Linked DNA regions of Callithrix jacchus: region 1 is linked to region 2. A link is a contact called in public Hi-C data. All regions are on one chromosome and are shown on one strand. The core of a region is the stretch at or near the end of the contact, and the rest is flanking DNA. Distances in the headings are between cores, read along the strand shown. Region 1 overlaps DENND2A (DENN domain containing 2A). Region 2 holds the start of DENND2A (DENN domain containing 2A).

Region 1 (7,248 bases), core at 3,005-5,504, 53 kb before region 2:
AAAATAAATAAATAAAACACCTCTGTACCATTATATATATATATATATATATATATATATATATATATATATATATATATATAAATTTAGCTGGGTGTGGCGGTGCCTGCATGTAATCCCAGCTACTTGGGAGGCTGAGGCAGGAGAATTGCTTGAACCTGGGAGGTGGAGATTGCTGAGATTGTGCCACTGCACTACAGCCTGGGTGATGGAGTGAGACTCTGTCTCAAAACAAAATGAAACAAAAAACAAAGTCAAAAGGCAAACAAAACACTTGCTAAAAAAATTTACAACCCATAGAAAATAACCTGCAGAAATCAACTCATTTTCCTAAAATACACTGTAAATTAATGAGAAAAAGACTAACGACTCAAAAGAAAAACAGGCATAACAATGGAAAATGTAGAGAAAAAGAAATACAATGATTCTTAAGACATATAAAAAGATTCTTAGCTTCAGTCCCAAGAGAAAAGAAAATTAAAACTCCATTAAAGAAACATTTTTTGCTCAGAGATAAGATAAGAAAATTTGATAGCTCACTCTGTTGGTGAAAGTGAGGGAAAAAAGTCACTCCCACACTGTCACACATGGTTGGTGGGAGTATCACATGGCACAGTGCTACGGCGGGCAGTCTAGTATGAGTTAACAAAATTATGATGCATATAGTTCAGACCCCGCAATTCTACCTCTAGGAATTTACCCTGTTGATATGCTCTTATTTGTGCAACTTTTTTTTATAAGGAAACATATTATGCAAAGGATATTTTACATTGCAACATGGTTTGTAATCACAAAATACTGGAAATAACCTAGATATCCAACAATAAAGGCTGGTCAAACAAATTGTGATATACCCACACAGGGGAATACTATCCAATTATTTAAAAAATCTTAATGTACTTGCTGGGCACGGTGACTTATGCCTGTAATCCCAGTACTTTGGGAGCCTGAGGCGGGTGGATCATTTGAGGTCAGGAGTTCCAGACCAGCCTGACAAATATGAGGAAACCTTGTCTCTGCTAAAAATACAAAAATTAGCCGGGCGTGGTGGTGGGTGCCTGGGCTATTCAGGAGGCTGTGACAGGAGAATCACTTGAACCCAGGAGGCAGAGGATGCAGTGAGCTAAGATTGTGCTACTGCACTCCAGCCTGGGCAACAGAGTGAGACTCTGTAAATAAATAAATAACAGAGAGGCATACAAGGACATTCTAACAATGGGGACAAATGACATGGAATACCATGCAGGCAATGAAACTGTTTCTAAAAACAAAATTAATGACATGGGAAAATACTCATGATCAATATAAAAAAAGCATCAAAACTGCATATACAGCCGGGCGCGGTGGCTCAAGCCTGTAATCCCAGCACTTTGGGAGGCCGAGGAGGGTGGATCACGAGGTCAAGAGATCGAGACCATCCTGGTCAACATGGTGAAACTCCGTCTCTACTAAAAATACAAAAATTAGCTGGGCATGGTGGCGCATGCCTGTAATCCCAGCTACTCGGGAGGCTGAGGCAGGAGAATTGCTTGAACCCAGAAGGCGGAGGTTGTGGTGAGCCGAGATTGTGCCATTGCACTCCAGCCTGGGTAACAACAGCGAAACTCCGTCTAAAAACAAACAAACAAACAAACTGCATATACAATATGATCACACATCTTTATTTTTTGAGACAGAGTCTCGCTCTGTCACCCAGGCTGGAGTGCAATGGCTCGATCTCAGCTCACTGCAACCTCTGCCTCCTGGGTTCAAGTGATTCTCCTGCCTCAGCATCCTGAGTAGCTGGGATTACAGGCCCCCACCGCGACACCCAGCTAATTTTTATATTTTGAGTAGAGGTAGGGTTTTGCCATGTTGACCAGGCTGGTTTTAAACTTCTGATCTCAGGTGATATGCCCACCTCGGCCTCCCAAGATCACAAATCCTTTTAAAAAATGTATACACACATGCACACAAACACATGGACACACACCACATACAATGTGTGTGAGAAAATCGGAGAGAAAATAAACCAAAGTGTCAGCGGTGGGTGTTGGGATTACAGCACATTTTAAAAAGATCTTTAAAACACACACACATAAATACACATACATAAAATGTCAATCTGGGCAAGGCATAGTGGCTTACACCTGTAATCCAACACTTTGGGAGGCCAAGGTGGGTGGATAACCTGAGGTCAGGAGTTCGAGACCAGACTGGCCAACATGGTGAAACTCTCTACTAAAATTACAAAAAAATTAGCTGGGTGTGGTGGTGGGCACCTGTAATCCCAGCTACTTGGGAGGCTGAGGCACAAGAATTGCTTGCACCTGAGAGGCAGAGGTTGCAGAGAGTGGAGATCACACCACTGCACTCCAGCCTGGGGAACAAGAGTGAAACTCTGTCTCAAGAAAAAATGTGAATCAATAAAAAATGTAATATGGAAAAATTAGAAAATACAAGCACAAAGAAAAGTAAAATTCCCCAATTGTGGATGAGTTATATTTTCTTCATTACACTTTTCAGTAATTGAAACATTTATTCTGTATCATGTAACTAGAAAAACTTTCTTTTCTTTTTTTTTTTTCTCTCAAGACGGAGTTTCGCTGTTGTTACCCAGGCTGGAGTGCAATGGCACGATCTCGGCTCACCGCAACCTCCGCCTTCTGGGTTCAAGCAATTCTCCTGCCTCAGCCTCCTGAGTAGCTGGGATTACAGGCGCGCACCACCATACCCAGCTAATTTTTGTATTTTTAGTAGAGACGGGGTTTCACCTTGTTGACCAGGATGGTCTCGATCTCTTGATCTCGTGATCCACCCTCCTCGGCCTCCCAAAGTGCTGGGATTACAGGCATGAGCCACCGTGCCCGGTGAAAAACTTTTATAATTAGAATGTTTTCAGAAAAAAAGATTATTTTTATTTATTTATTTATTTAATTTTGGAGACAAGCTCTCATTCTGGAAAGCTGTGGCACAAAAATAGCCCACTGTAGCCTTGAACTCTGGGGTTAGAGTGAATCTTCCATGTCAGCCTCCTGAGTAGCTAAGACTACAGGTGTGCACCACCATGCCTGTCTAATTTTTAAATTTTTTTGTAGAGATGGGGTCTTACTATGTTGACCAGGTTGGTCTTGAATGCCCGGCCTCAAGGAATCCTACAACCTTGGCTTCCCACAGTGCTAGGATTACAGGCATGGACCCCCGCACCCAGCCGTTATTTTTAAAAAGAACATATATTGAGAAATATAGGCTGGGTGCAATGGCTCATATCTGTAATCCCAGCACTTTGGGAGGCTGAGGCGGGCAGATATCACTTGAGGTCAGGAGTTCGAGACCAGCCTGGCCAGCAAGGTCAAATCCTGCCTCTACTAAAAATACAAAAAATTTAGCTGGTGGTGGCCTGTGCCTATAATCCCAGCTACTTAGAGGCTGAGGCACGGGAGTCACTTGGAACTGGGAGGCGGACCTTGTAGTGAGCAGTGAGCTGAGATCACGCCACTGCACTTCAGCCTGGGCAACAGGGAGAATGTGTCTCAAAAAAAAAAGAAATGGGCCGGGCATGGTGACTCAAGCCTGTAATCCCAGCACTTTGGGAGGCTGAGGCGGGTGGATCACGAGGTCAAGAGATCGAGACCATCCTGGTCAACATGGTGAAACCCTGTCTCTACTAAAAATATGAAAAATTAGCTGGGCATGGTGGTGTGTACCTGTAATCCCAGCTATTCAGGAGGCTGAGGCAGGAGAATTGTCTGAACCCAGGAGGCGGAGGTTGCGGTGAGCTGAGATCGCGCCATTGCACTCCAGCCTGGTAACAACAGTGAAATTCAGTTTCAAAAAAAAAAAGAAAAGAAATGGTGGGTGATGTGTAGCAAGAAAAGAAAACAGTCCCTTTCAGGAGCTTGCACTTTGCGTTCAGCAGCAGTAGTATCTGTCTCCAGCTGCACAGTTGGTCCTTTCTAAGGAGAGTCTATCCAACCAGCCCTTCCCTCTCCAATGGAAATTCGAGTGACTGGAATAACTAGGCGTGGCCTAATGAAATGAACATCCCGAAGATGGCTTAGGATCTCTCAGCGGCTGGTAGGGGAGGTCACGTGGAGGGACTGCTCCTGCAAGTTCTAGGGTCCCAGATGCAGGCCAGATGCAGCAGATGCTCCATGAATATCTGATGAGCTAATGGAGGAAGTGATGAAGGCTGTGGCTGTCCCCCAGAACGGGGCACACAGCAGACACCCAGATGTGAACGAGCAGAGTAATGAGCATGGACACAGTGTCCCGCTGAGGGTCTGCAAGGATAACTGGCAATCAGACATGGGCTTTGGACAACTGGATCCTCTTTTTTCAGGACAGATTCAGATAGAGCCGGATGTTAAGTTCTTGCTGACATTCTCACCTCCTGGGCTTAGCTGCTTTGGTGGCAGATGCTCTAGGTTTTTTCCAACCCAGCAGGGACAGGAAGAAAAGGGTTGGTAAGCCTTTATTTCCTGGTATCAGGGAGGAGCGCCAGGAATGCAGAACTGCCTTAGGCAAATGTTTTTGCTTTTGTTTTCTGAGGGAGTTTCGCTCTTTGACCCAGGTTGGAGTGAGGTGGCCTGATCTTGGCTGACTGCAACACTGTACCCCAAGTTCAAGTGATTCTCCTGCCCCAGCCTCCTGAGTAACTAGGACTATAGGCGCCTGCCACCATGCCCAGATATTTTTTTTTTTTTTTTTTTTGAGACGGAGTTTCGCTCTTGTTATCCAGGCTGGAGTGCAATGGCACGATCTCGGCTCACTGCAACCTCTGCCTCCTGGGTTCAGGCAATTCTCCTGCCTCAGCCTCCTGAGTAGCTGGGATTACAGGCACGCACCACCATGCCCAGCTAATTTTTTGTATTTTTAGTAGAGACGAGGTTTCACCATGTTGACCAGACTGATCTCAAACTCCTGACCTCAGGTGAAACACCTGCCTTGGCCTCCCAAAGTGCTAGGATTACAGGCGTGAGCCACTGCGCTTGGCCTGGGCAGATGCTTTTCACTGTTCCTCAGGGGTGATGCAGTTCACTCGCTGCATGAAGTGGGGAGCCAGGTAGGACCTGAAGGGGACAGACCAGGTGTGACCGTTTGCTTTCTTCCTCTAAGTCAGGCTTCTCTGCCATGGGAAATGAAGGATTTCCTAAATGTTGAAGACATCTCTATTCTAACGAAAACACGAACAGCACATTTCCAAGGCAAGCAGGAAGTATTTGCTAATTGTCAGTTGCCATGGATTATTCATGATGACACCCTTTTCCATATGAGAAGGGAAATGGCAGTTAACTGTTACAGTGCAGACAAGTATTGGAGTGATTTATCTGGGTCTGTAAGATCCATCTTTGGGACAGGTTGTTCCTTCACCTTTTCCAGAAGGCTGGTGGCAGGAAGCAGCCCTTTATGGCCATCAAGCACAGAAGACAGGCTCAGGTGGAGCCAGCCCCCCTGCCAGTGATGCTGCCCCTGTGGGGCTGAGACAGGAAGACAACTGCTTTTCTTAGGCTGGAAACAGAGCCTTGCAAGGAGATTTAACTTGATCTTTGCAGCTACTACTTGGACTTCCTTAATTTAAGTTCTTCTACCAAATATTGTAAAACTACCAAAGAAATAGAATATGTACCTCCCTCTTTCTTTCTTTTTCTTTCTTTCTTCTCTTTCTTTCTTTTTCTTTTTTTCTTCTCTTTCTTTCTTTTTCTTTTTTTCTCTCTCTTCTCTCTCTCTCTCGATCTAGAATATATGCTAGGCCTTATGGAAAAACCAAAGAAATAGAATATATACCTCTCTTTCTTTCTTTCTTTCTTTCTTTCTTTCTTTCTTTCTTTCTTTCTTTCATCTCTCTCACTTTTTCTTTCTTTTTAGATCTAGAATATATACCTTTTGAAAACCAAAGAAACAGAATATATACCTCTTTCTATCTTTCTTCTTTCATTTCCTTCCTTTCCCTCCCTCCTTTCCTTCCTTTTCTTTCCTTCTCTCTTCTTAGATCTAGAATACATTCACTTTGGCCTTGAGGGATTTATAATCTAGTTGGGGAGATGTTTTTAAGATATATTAAGGCTGTGCATGGTGGCTCTCACCCGTAATCCCAGCACTTAGGGAGGCCGAAGTGAGTGGATCACTTGAGGTTAGGAGTTCAAGATCAGCTTGGCCAACATGGTGAAACCCCCATATCTACCAAAAAATACAAAAATTAGCGGGGCATGGTGGCACATGCCTGTAATCTCAGCTACACAGGAGGCTAAGGTGAAGAATCACTTGAACCAGAAGGTGAAGGTTGCAGTGAGCCGAGATTGCACCACTGCACTCCAGCCTGGCGACAGAGCAAGACTCTGTCTCAAAATACGAACAAAACAAGAAAGAGAGAGATATTAGATATTAGATAACAAATCACAACTCAACTCAATTTAAGATATGTCATAATGCAGTATACAGTTTGGTGAGAAATGGTTTAACCCACTGAGTGTTAAAGATGATCAGAGAGGAAGAAGCCCCAGGGATTGGGAAGGCTGGAGAGGCTTCTTCAAGGATGCATGATTGAACCGGGCCTCAGAGGAAGGGGAGAGGTCCGGGCGAGAGCCAAGGGCAGAGGTAAAAATGACCTAGCACAGGTGTTGGCAAATTTTGGCCTGTGGGCCACATCTGGCCCACCACTTGTTTTTGTACAAGCCATGACTTAAGAATAACTTTTACATTTTTAAATGGTTGGAAAAATAAATAATATTTCATGACAAGTGACAATTAATACAAAATTCAAATTTCAGCGTCCAGGTTGGGCGCAGTGGCTCACGCCTGTAATCCTAACACTTTGGGAGGCTGAGGTAGGTGAATCACTTAAGGTCAGGAGTTCGAGACCAGCCTGGCCAACATGGTGAAACCCAGTCTCAAAAAAAAAAAACCACAAAAATTAGCTGGGCTGGTGGCATGTGCCTGTATCCCAGTAATTAGAAGGCTGAGGTGGGAGGACTGATTGAGTCTGGGAGTTTGAGGCTACAGTGAGCCACGATTACACCACTGTACTACAGCCTGGGTGACAGAGCGACAACACCCAGGCTCAATTAAAACAACAAAACCCCACAAATGGTAAATTACTTTAAAACTACTGCTCTTGTATCTTAGAGTTTGCTCTATGTTAGGACATTTTAACAGTCGTATGAGGCATATGGACCATCTTTTATTTATCCAGTTTGAAGAGGTTTCTGAGCCAGAAGCTCAACGGTATTTTAAGAAGCTTTATCCAGAATCTACAAAGAACTAAAACAG
Region 2 (7,545 bases), core at 2,791-5,290:
TGTGTCCCACCCTTTACCTACCCTTTTAGATGGAGGCTCTACATAAACTCCGGAGGCAGAAAGACCGGGACCACCCTGGAGAGTGGACTTGCCCATATGAATGGAATCCTACAATGCTGTGCCCATTCTCCCTGCCTGTTTCCCTGGGGGGGTCAGGATTCCTGGATGCTGGCTCTTCCATACATGCTATGCCCTACCCGTCCCCTTCTCCAGACCAGAGTCCCAGCCCACCCCTCTCTGGGCTATACTATGATGAGCCTTCTTTTCATGGCTGAGCACCCCGGATGCCTTGCTCTCTACATTCACGGAGATGGGTGTCAGCTCTTCCCATACTCGAGGGACCACTGTCTCCTCTGTACAGGATTCCCCTGACTCCACACCCTAAGATGACACCCAGCCCTCATGGAAGTGCAGTTCAGTCCCCTAGACATAAGAGGATGGTAGAGGAAGGCAGTGATGGGGGTTTTATCTTCCCATCTTTTGCAACACCAGCAATGAGGATTTTTTTTCTATGTCACTCTTTAGTCTTCACATAAAGTTCCACATGATAAATTCCCAGTTGATTTCAATTCCAGGAACAATTTTGTTCTGAGAATTAATTTGTATGCTTTCTGTTGTCCAAAATCCCAAACCATGCAACCCAGTGTATTTTTGTTTGTCCCTAAGCTGCCAGAAAACTTACAGCCAAATGTGTTGTCCAAGTGTTGTAATCTGCTATACACAGGCTGCTCGGAAGGTCCGCATTCCTTTCACTCTGTTTTGTTTTCTCCTGAGCATTTCTGAGTTGGTTTTAGTCTAAGTTATCACACTCTGTGCCCAAACTAGTCACCAGGTCCTGCCTCTTGATCTCTGGCATCCTTTCAGCTTCTCCTGCTCCTCAATAATTCTGGCCTGGGTGTTGCAAAAGGCCTTGGTCTACTCCTCCTCCAGGCCTCCCCACCCCACAAGCAGAAGGAGTCCTTCCCTCCCTATGCCTCTGCCCTAACAGCCCCCGCCTCACCTCTTCCCAGGATACACTAACATTCAGCAACCTGCGGCCACTCACTCACTGGCCTCTGCTAGACCCTCTTGGTGACTTTGCATTTGCTGTTCTTTCAGCCTGAAATAACTTTCCTTGCTGTTTCCTTGGTGAGGCAGTTTTCAGGGCTTAGCTCAAGCATCACCTACTCTGTGGGGCTTCCCTACAGCAGCTCCTCTCTGGGCTGACCTAGCTCTATGCTATGCAGCCCTCACAGCCATGCTGGGCCAGGACTGGTTTTGCTTTTTTGTCTGACTAGTCAGCTAGGATGGTGTTTCTGGAAGGATGAGGGAAGTCTCATTCCTCTCTGTGCCACTGATGTCTAGCACGCACGCCTAGCACACAGAGCTGTTTAAAGGGATGAATAGAATACATGACACAGGATTTTATTAATCTTCCAGAATAAAGGGAGGCCAGGCACAGTGGCTCACGCCTGTAATCCCAGCACTTTGGGAAGCCAAGGGGCAGATCACCTGAGGTCAGGAGTTTGAGAGGAGCCTGGTCAACATGGTGAAACCCTGTCTCTACCAAAAATACAAAAATTATCGGGGCGTGATGGCAGGTGCCTGTAATCCCAGCTACTGGGGAGGCTGAGGCAGGAGAATCGTTTGAACTCAGGGGGTGAAGGTTGCAGGGAGCCGAGACTGAGCCACCACACTCCAGCTTGGGTGACAGAGCAAGACTCCGTCTCAAAAAATAAAAATAAAAAAACAAAAAAACTGGAAGCCAGCCTCCTGCCAGCGTTTTCATAACCGGGCCTCAGAAACTGTCTCTGACACACATCCACTCACTCACACACAGACATTTGCACACTCACACACACTTCCTCTCGGAGCTCTGCTCCATTCCATGCTGCCCACCCAAAGACTGTCTACTCCACTCTTTTGGTATCTGGTATTTGATGATGTAAAGAGAAGGAATTTCTTTCTCTTCTTTTATGTGGTAACCACAGAGGGTGTAAGAGTTTACTAACACGATTATTGTAGCACGCCTATTAGAACACTGTTTACCCCCCATGTCATTTGGAACCTTGCGGAAGCCACATCCCTGAATCGCATCTGAACAGCAGCTGGAAGTCAGCACCAGCTGGTTAAGCCAGGGTCACTGCACTTCCCTTACCCAATCTACGCCCCTGGAGAGCCCTCCTGCTTCCTGTCCCAGGCCCCCCCAGGACAAGATTCCACGGCTGAGGTCTGGCTCTACTGCGTGGTCTCACCCTGATCTCTGTGACTCTCCTAATACGACTGTGTCCTGTGTTGATAAGAGACTTCCCCTGGGCTCCATCTTCTCCCAACTCCACCCTTGGGGACAAAGTGGAAGAAGTAAGAGCATTCAGTCATCTTTACCTTCTTGCTTTCTCAAGGCTGCAAATGTTGACGGCTGAAAAGGGGGCTCGGGTGCTCAGCCGCCGATTCCCCTCGCTTGCACGCGCACACACACTCGCACACACACAGGCACTCACAGACACTCGCACACAGATACACGCGCGAGCACACACACATACAGTCGCTCAGACACACGCGCGCGCGCACACGCGCACACACACTCTCGCGCCCCGGGGGACCCAGTACAGCGCAGGGCGGGGGTCTGCCAAGTTTCTGCAGGTCCCGGAGGTGCGGGACGGCGGCGTCCGGGCTCAGCCCCGGGAGTCAGCCCGAGAGGGACGTCTGGACCGCGCTTTGCACAAGTCCCAGGATCAGGCGGGACGGCCCCCGGCTCCCCGGCCGCACGCGGGAACTCGGGCTCCCGTTCGCAGAGCCGCTTCCCCCGTCAGGGCTCGGACCGCTCGAGCCGTTTCCTCCCTCCGCGTGCGTTCCCTCCTTCGTCCCCTTTCCCTCCCCAGCTCGACCCCGCACCCCCCTGCCCGGCCCGGCCGGCCCTACCTCCCCGCGAACAGCGGTTCCGCGGGCTCCGGGGCGCATCTCGGGGTCTCTGGGGCGGGCTGGGACGGCTGGCGGCGCGGCGCGGGGGCGGGCGGCGGCGGGGGCAGGGGACGCCATGGCCCTCCGCCCTCCGCCCTTTTGTCCGCCGAGCCTCCCACTGCCGCCCGCAAGCCCCTGGGGTCCCCGCCGCGCACGCGCTCCCGTGGGGTCCCCCCCGCCCCCGGCCCCGGCGGCGCGCTTCCCTCGGTCGGCTCAGCGCAGGCTCGCCCGCCGCCCCGGCCTCCTCCTCCTCCCGCGGCTCCGCGACGATCTGTGCGACGCACGCCCCCTCCTCCCGACCCATCCCGCCCGGCCCAGTGAGCTAATCCGCAGCTGGCGGGCGCCCGGGCCTGTTGCCACAGCAACCCCTCTCCCAGGGCCGGGCCCCGCGCGGAGCCGCGGTAAACAGGACCTTCTGCCGGACTCGCCCCCTCGCTTCCCGGGGTGGGGGAGAGGTGGCTTAACCCTTCCAGGGAGGATGCCCGCCGCGCGCCGGCTCCTTTCCACCCAGGCCCGGCGGATTCGCGAGGTGCGCCCGGCCCGGGGTTGAGACCTGGACTCTGAGCGGCTGCCCCACGCCCGGCCCCGCTCACTCCAGGCGGTGAACACACTTTCGGCCCTGAGCCCGGGCCGGGGCACCCGGGACAGCGAGGCTGGCGCCGCCGTTGCCCCAGGCAGCTTGCCGTCGGGCCGGGGTAATGACAGTCCTGAGACGGGCGGTGAGGGTGATGGGGGCCGGGGAGGGCCCAGGGCCCAGCGACCTGCTGAAGGGCTCCCAGACCGGGTGGGGAGGGAGGTGGTCAGGAAAAGCTTCCAAGAGGAGAAGTGACTCCATAGACCCGCTGTCCCCACTCACGCAGGACACTGTCAAGGAACGCAGACTGCACGATGCGGGGTGCCCAGCAGAAGTCCTGCCGGGAAGGCGCTCTGGAATACCGGTTGGGGCATTCGAGGAAGCTCCCTGGAGCTTTGACCGGGCCAGGAACGCTGAACAGATCTACATAGGTGGGGGAAAGTGGGGGAAAGGAAAGGGTTCTGAGAAGGGAAAGGCACCAGCAGAGGCCGGAAGCAGAGGCCAGGCATTTCAGAAACAGCTGAGTGAGGACCAAGTGGTGAATCAGGTCTGATGGGTAGGCTTGGCTGGATTTCAAGAGGGGGGACGTTAAGTTTTTGAGCAGAGCAGTGACCTGATGACTGGGAGGGCGGCCTGGCAGGGTGATCTGCAGGCGTTGGGAGCAAGCTTCAGGTCCGTGTCTACACCAGAAGAAGGCCATCCTCGGCTTTAGCTCAGGGACTTCCAGAAGGGCTGGGAGCCACGGTTTGAGGAATGGCAAAGAGGCCTAAAGTTCAGGCAAAGGGGGAAGAAAGAGAGGAGAAGCTTAGCCTTACAAATCCACAGGAGAGTGCACGAGAGGGAAAGGCAGGAGGGAGACAGTGACAAATCAAAGACTGGATGTAATGACGTAATACTTCCCAGGCAGTGCCTACAGACTGGGCACCTGAAATTTGAGGGACTAGTTCAAAGTCACAGGAAAAAAAGCTCTGTTTTCTTCTCAGCTGAGGTTTACGCGTTCTGGGAGCTCTCTGAAGCTTTTCTAGGGCTTGTTCGTTAAACTCCTCATGACATACCCATTTTTTTTTTTTTTTTTTTGAGACGGAGTTTCGCTCTTGTTACCCAGGCTGGAGTGCAATGGCACAATCTTGGCTCACCGCAACCTCCGCCTCCTGGGTTCAGGCAATTCTCCTGCCTCAGCCTCCCGAGTAGCTGGGATTACAGGCGTGAGCCACCACGCCCAGCTAATTTTTGTATTTTTAGTAGAGACGGGGTTTCACCATGTTGACCAGGATGGTCTCGATCTCTTGACCTCGTGATCCACCCGCCTCGGCCTCCCAAAGTGCTGGGATTACAGGCTTGAGCCACCGCGCCCGGCCTGACATACCCATTTTAACTAAGCATAGTCAACTTTTAGAACATGCATTTGCAAAGTGCAAGCTTTTTTTTTTAAGTGTAAGTATTTAAATTATTGTTTTGTTTGCTGAAACGTTATTCCATAAGTTTTCGCTTTCTTTTTCTTTTTTTGCCAGTGAAATTTTCACTTTCTAAATAAAGATCAGAGGCCTGGCTGCCTCTTTTTTTGAGGCAGAGTCTCAGTCTGTCACCAAAATGGCGTGCAGTGGTGCGATCATAGCTCACTGCAGCCTCGAACTTCTGGGCTCAAGCAATCTCCCACCTCAGCCTTCTAAGTAGGGAGGACTATAGATGTGTGCCGTCATAGTCAGCTAACTTTTTTATTTTTTGTAGGTCTTGCTATGTTGCCCAAGCTAGTCTTGAACTCCAGGTCTCAAGTGATCCTCCTGACTTAGCCTCCCAAAGTGTTGGGATTATAGGTGTGTGCCACCATGCCTGGCCAAGACTTGACTTCTTGAGGGTTAATTATTTCCAGGGCTACAACATAAAAGAAAGCAAACTGCTGGGCACGGTGGCTCATGCCTGTAATCCCACCACTTTGGGAGGCTGAGGCAGGCGGGTCACCTGAGGTCGGGATTTTGAAACCACCCTGACCAACATGGAGAAACCCTGTCTCTACTAAAAATATAAAAAATTAGCCGGGCGTGGTGGCACGTGCCTGTAATGTCAGCTACTTGCGAGGCTGAGGCAGGAGAATCACTTAAACCTAAGAGGCAGAGGTTGCAGTGAGCCGAGATTGCGCCATTTGCACTCCAGCCTGGGCAACAAGAGCAAAACTCCATCTCAAAAAAAAAAAAAAAAAAAAAATAGAAAAAAGAAAAAGAGAGAGAGAGAAAGCAAACTGGGAAGATGCAAGAGAGAACAGTTGAGCAGAGAGCCCAGCTGGCTGCCTTCCCCAACCCCAGGCACAAATGGCTCAGTTGCCTTGGATTTTGTGGCTTTGAAATTTCTAGTCGCATCTTAGGTGGACATGATAGAAAGGAAGCTGGGGAGCCCATTAGTGACAACTCCTGAACCACAGGCTGCCACTTTCTTCCACTCCCTCATCTTTTTTATTCTTTTTTTTTTTGAGACAGACTCTCGCTCTGTCACCTAGTATGGAATACAGTGGCGTGGTCTCGGCTCACTGCAGCCGCTGCCTCCCAAGTTCAAGTGATTTCTCCTACCTCAGCCTCCTATGTAGCTGAGATTACAGGAGTCCACCACCATGCCCAGCTAAGTTTTGTATTTTTAGTAGAGACAGGGTTTCACCATGGTTGGCCAGGCTGGTCTCAAACTCCTGACCTCAGGTGATCTACCCATCTCGGCTTCCAAAAGTGCTGGAATTACAGGCGTGATCTACCGCACCCAGCCTATTTATTTAAGACAGAGTCTTGCTCTGTCGCCCAGGCTGGAGTGCAGTGGCACAATCTCGGCTCACTGCAACCTCCGCCTCCTGGGTTCAAGCTATTCTCATGCCTTGGCCTCCTGAGTAGTTGGGATTACAGGTGTGCACCACTACACCTGGCTGATTTTTGTATTTCTCATAGAGATGGGGTTTTATCATGTTGGCCAGGCTGGTCTCAACTCCCTACCTCAGATGATCCGCCCACCTCGGCCTTCCAAAGTGCTGGGATTATAAGCATGAACCATTGTGCCCAGCCTTTTAAATTTCATTTTAAAATTTATTTTAGGCTGGGTGAGGTGGCTCGTGCCTATAATCCCAGCAGTTTGGGAGGCTGAGATGGGCAAATCATGAGGTCAGCATATCGAGACCATCCTGGCTAACATGGTGAAACCTGTCTCTACTAAAAATATAAAAAAAACTAGCCAGGCATGGTGGCATGTGCCTGTAGTCCCAGCTACTCGGGAGGCTGAGGCATGAGAATTGCTTGAACCCAGGAGGCAGAGGTTGCAGTGATCCAAGATCACAACACTGCACTCCAGTCTGGGCAACAGAGCAAGACTCCATCTCAAAAAAAAAATTAATTTTATTTTTTTAAAAGATGGGACTTCACCATATTGGTCAGGCTGGTCTCGAACTCCTGACCTCAGGTGATCTGCCCGCCTCAGCCTCCCAAAATGCTGGGATTACAGGCATGAGCCACAAAAGAAATAATTTTAGTTTATTTATTTTGAGACAGGGTCTTGCTATGTTGCCCAGACTGGCCTCAAACTCCCTGCCTCAGCCTCCCAAGTAGTAATCCTGTTTCTTCCACACAGAGCAGCCTTGGACCACTGCAGAACATTTCTTCCTTCCTCTCCCTTGTCTTCCTCCAGCATCCTGCTGAAGAGTGTAGGCTTTGATTGGAGGAGCACATTCAGCGCTGCAGCAAGTTGCTCAGCCTCTAAATCCCAGCTTGTAAACCCATCGTCTGTAGGGTGGAAATGGCAATGGCTGTGACTTCCTAAGAGGGCTGTTGTGAGGGTGCTTCGCCTATGGGGAGGACTCACAGATGCCTCCTCTTGGTTATTCTTTTCCTAATCTCCTTTTGCTTTTTTCTCCCCATGAACACAGAGTGTCAAGGTTGAAGAACAGGAGGAGGCCATTTTTCTTCTTCCCCATCAGTGCTCAACTCCCTCTCTCTCCCCACCACTTACAGACCCAGGACCGTCTACCAGCACCAGCATGCAAAGGCAATGGAGCTGGCTTTATC

What was found. A called contact is a pair of places that touch in the nucleus more often than the background predicts.
Region 1: a contact with region 2 is called in a Hi-C map of induced pluripotent stem cells, with 1.9 times the contacts expected there. The contact joins the enhancer-like site here to the promoter of DENND2A in region 2.

The regions. Positions count from the first base shown.
Region 1 is chr11:106,764,132-106,771,379 of calJac240_pri, reverse strand. The region is part of intron 5 of DENND2A (DENN domain containing 2A); the gene reads right to left. It also overlaps the pseudogene LOC108592931. Among named protein-coding and RNA genes, the nearest start is that of DENND2A, 54 kb to the right of the region's middle. Within about 2 kb of position 4,254, at least 3 of the 16 cell types and tissues checked have an H3K27ac peak or open chromatin away from gene starts, as enhancers often do.
Region 2 is chr11:106,710,385-106,717,929 of calJac240_pri, reverse strand. DENND2A (DENN domain containing 2A) reads right to left here and starts at 4,040. Exons shown (of 20, transcript XM_035254588.3): 1 at 3,797-4,040. LOC144578246 reads left to right here. Exons shown (of 8, transcript XM_078341990.1): 2 at 2,424-3,341; 3 at 3,452-3,635; 4 at 3,801-3,945; 5 at 7,407-7,545. The coding sequence ends at 3,504.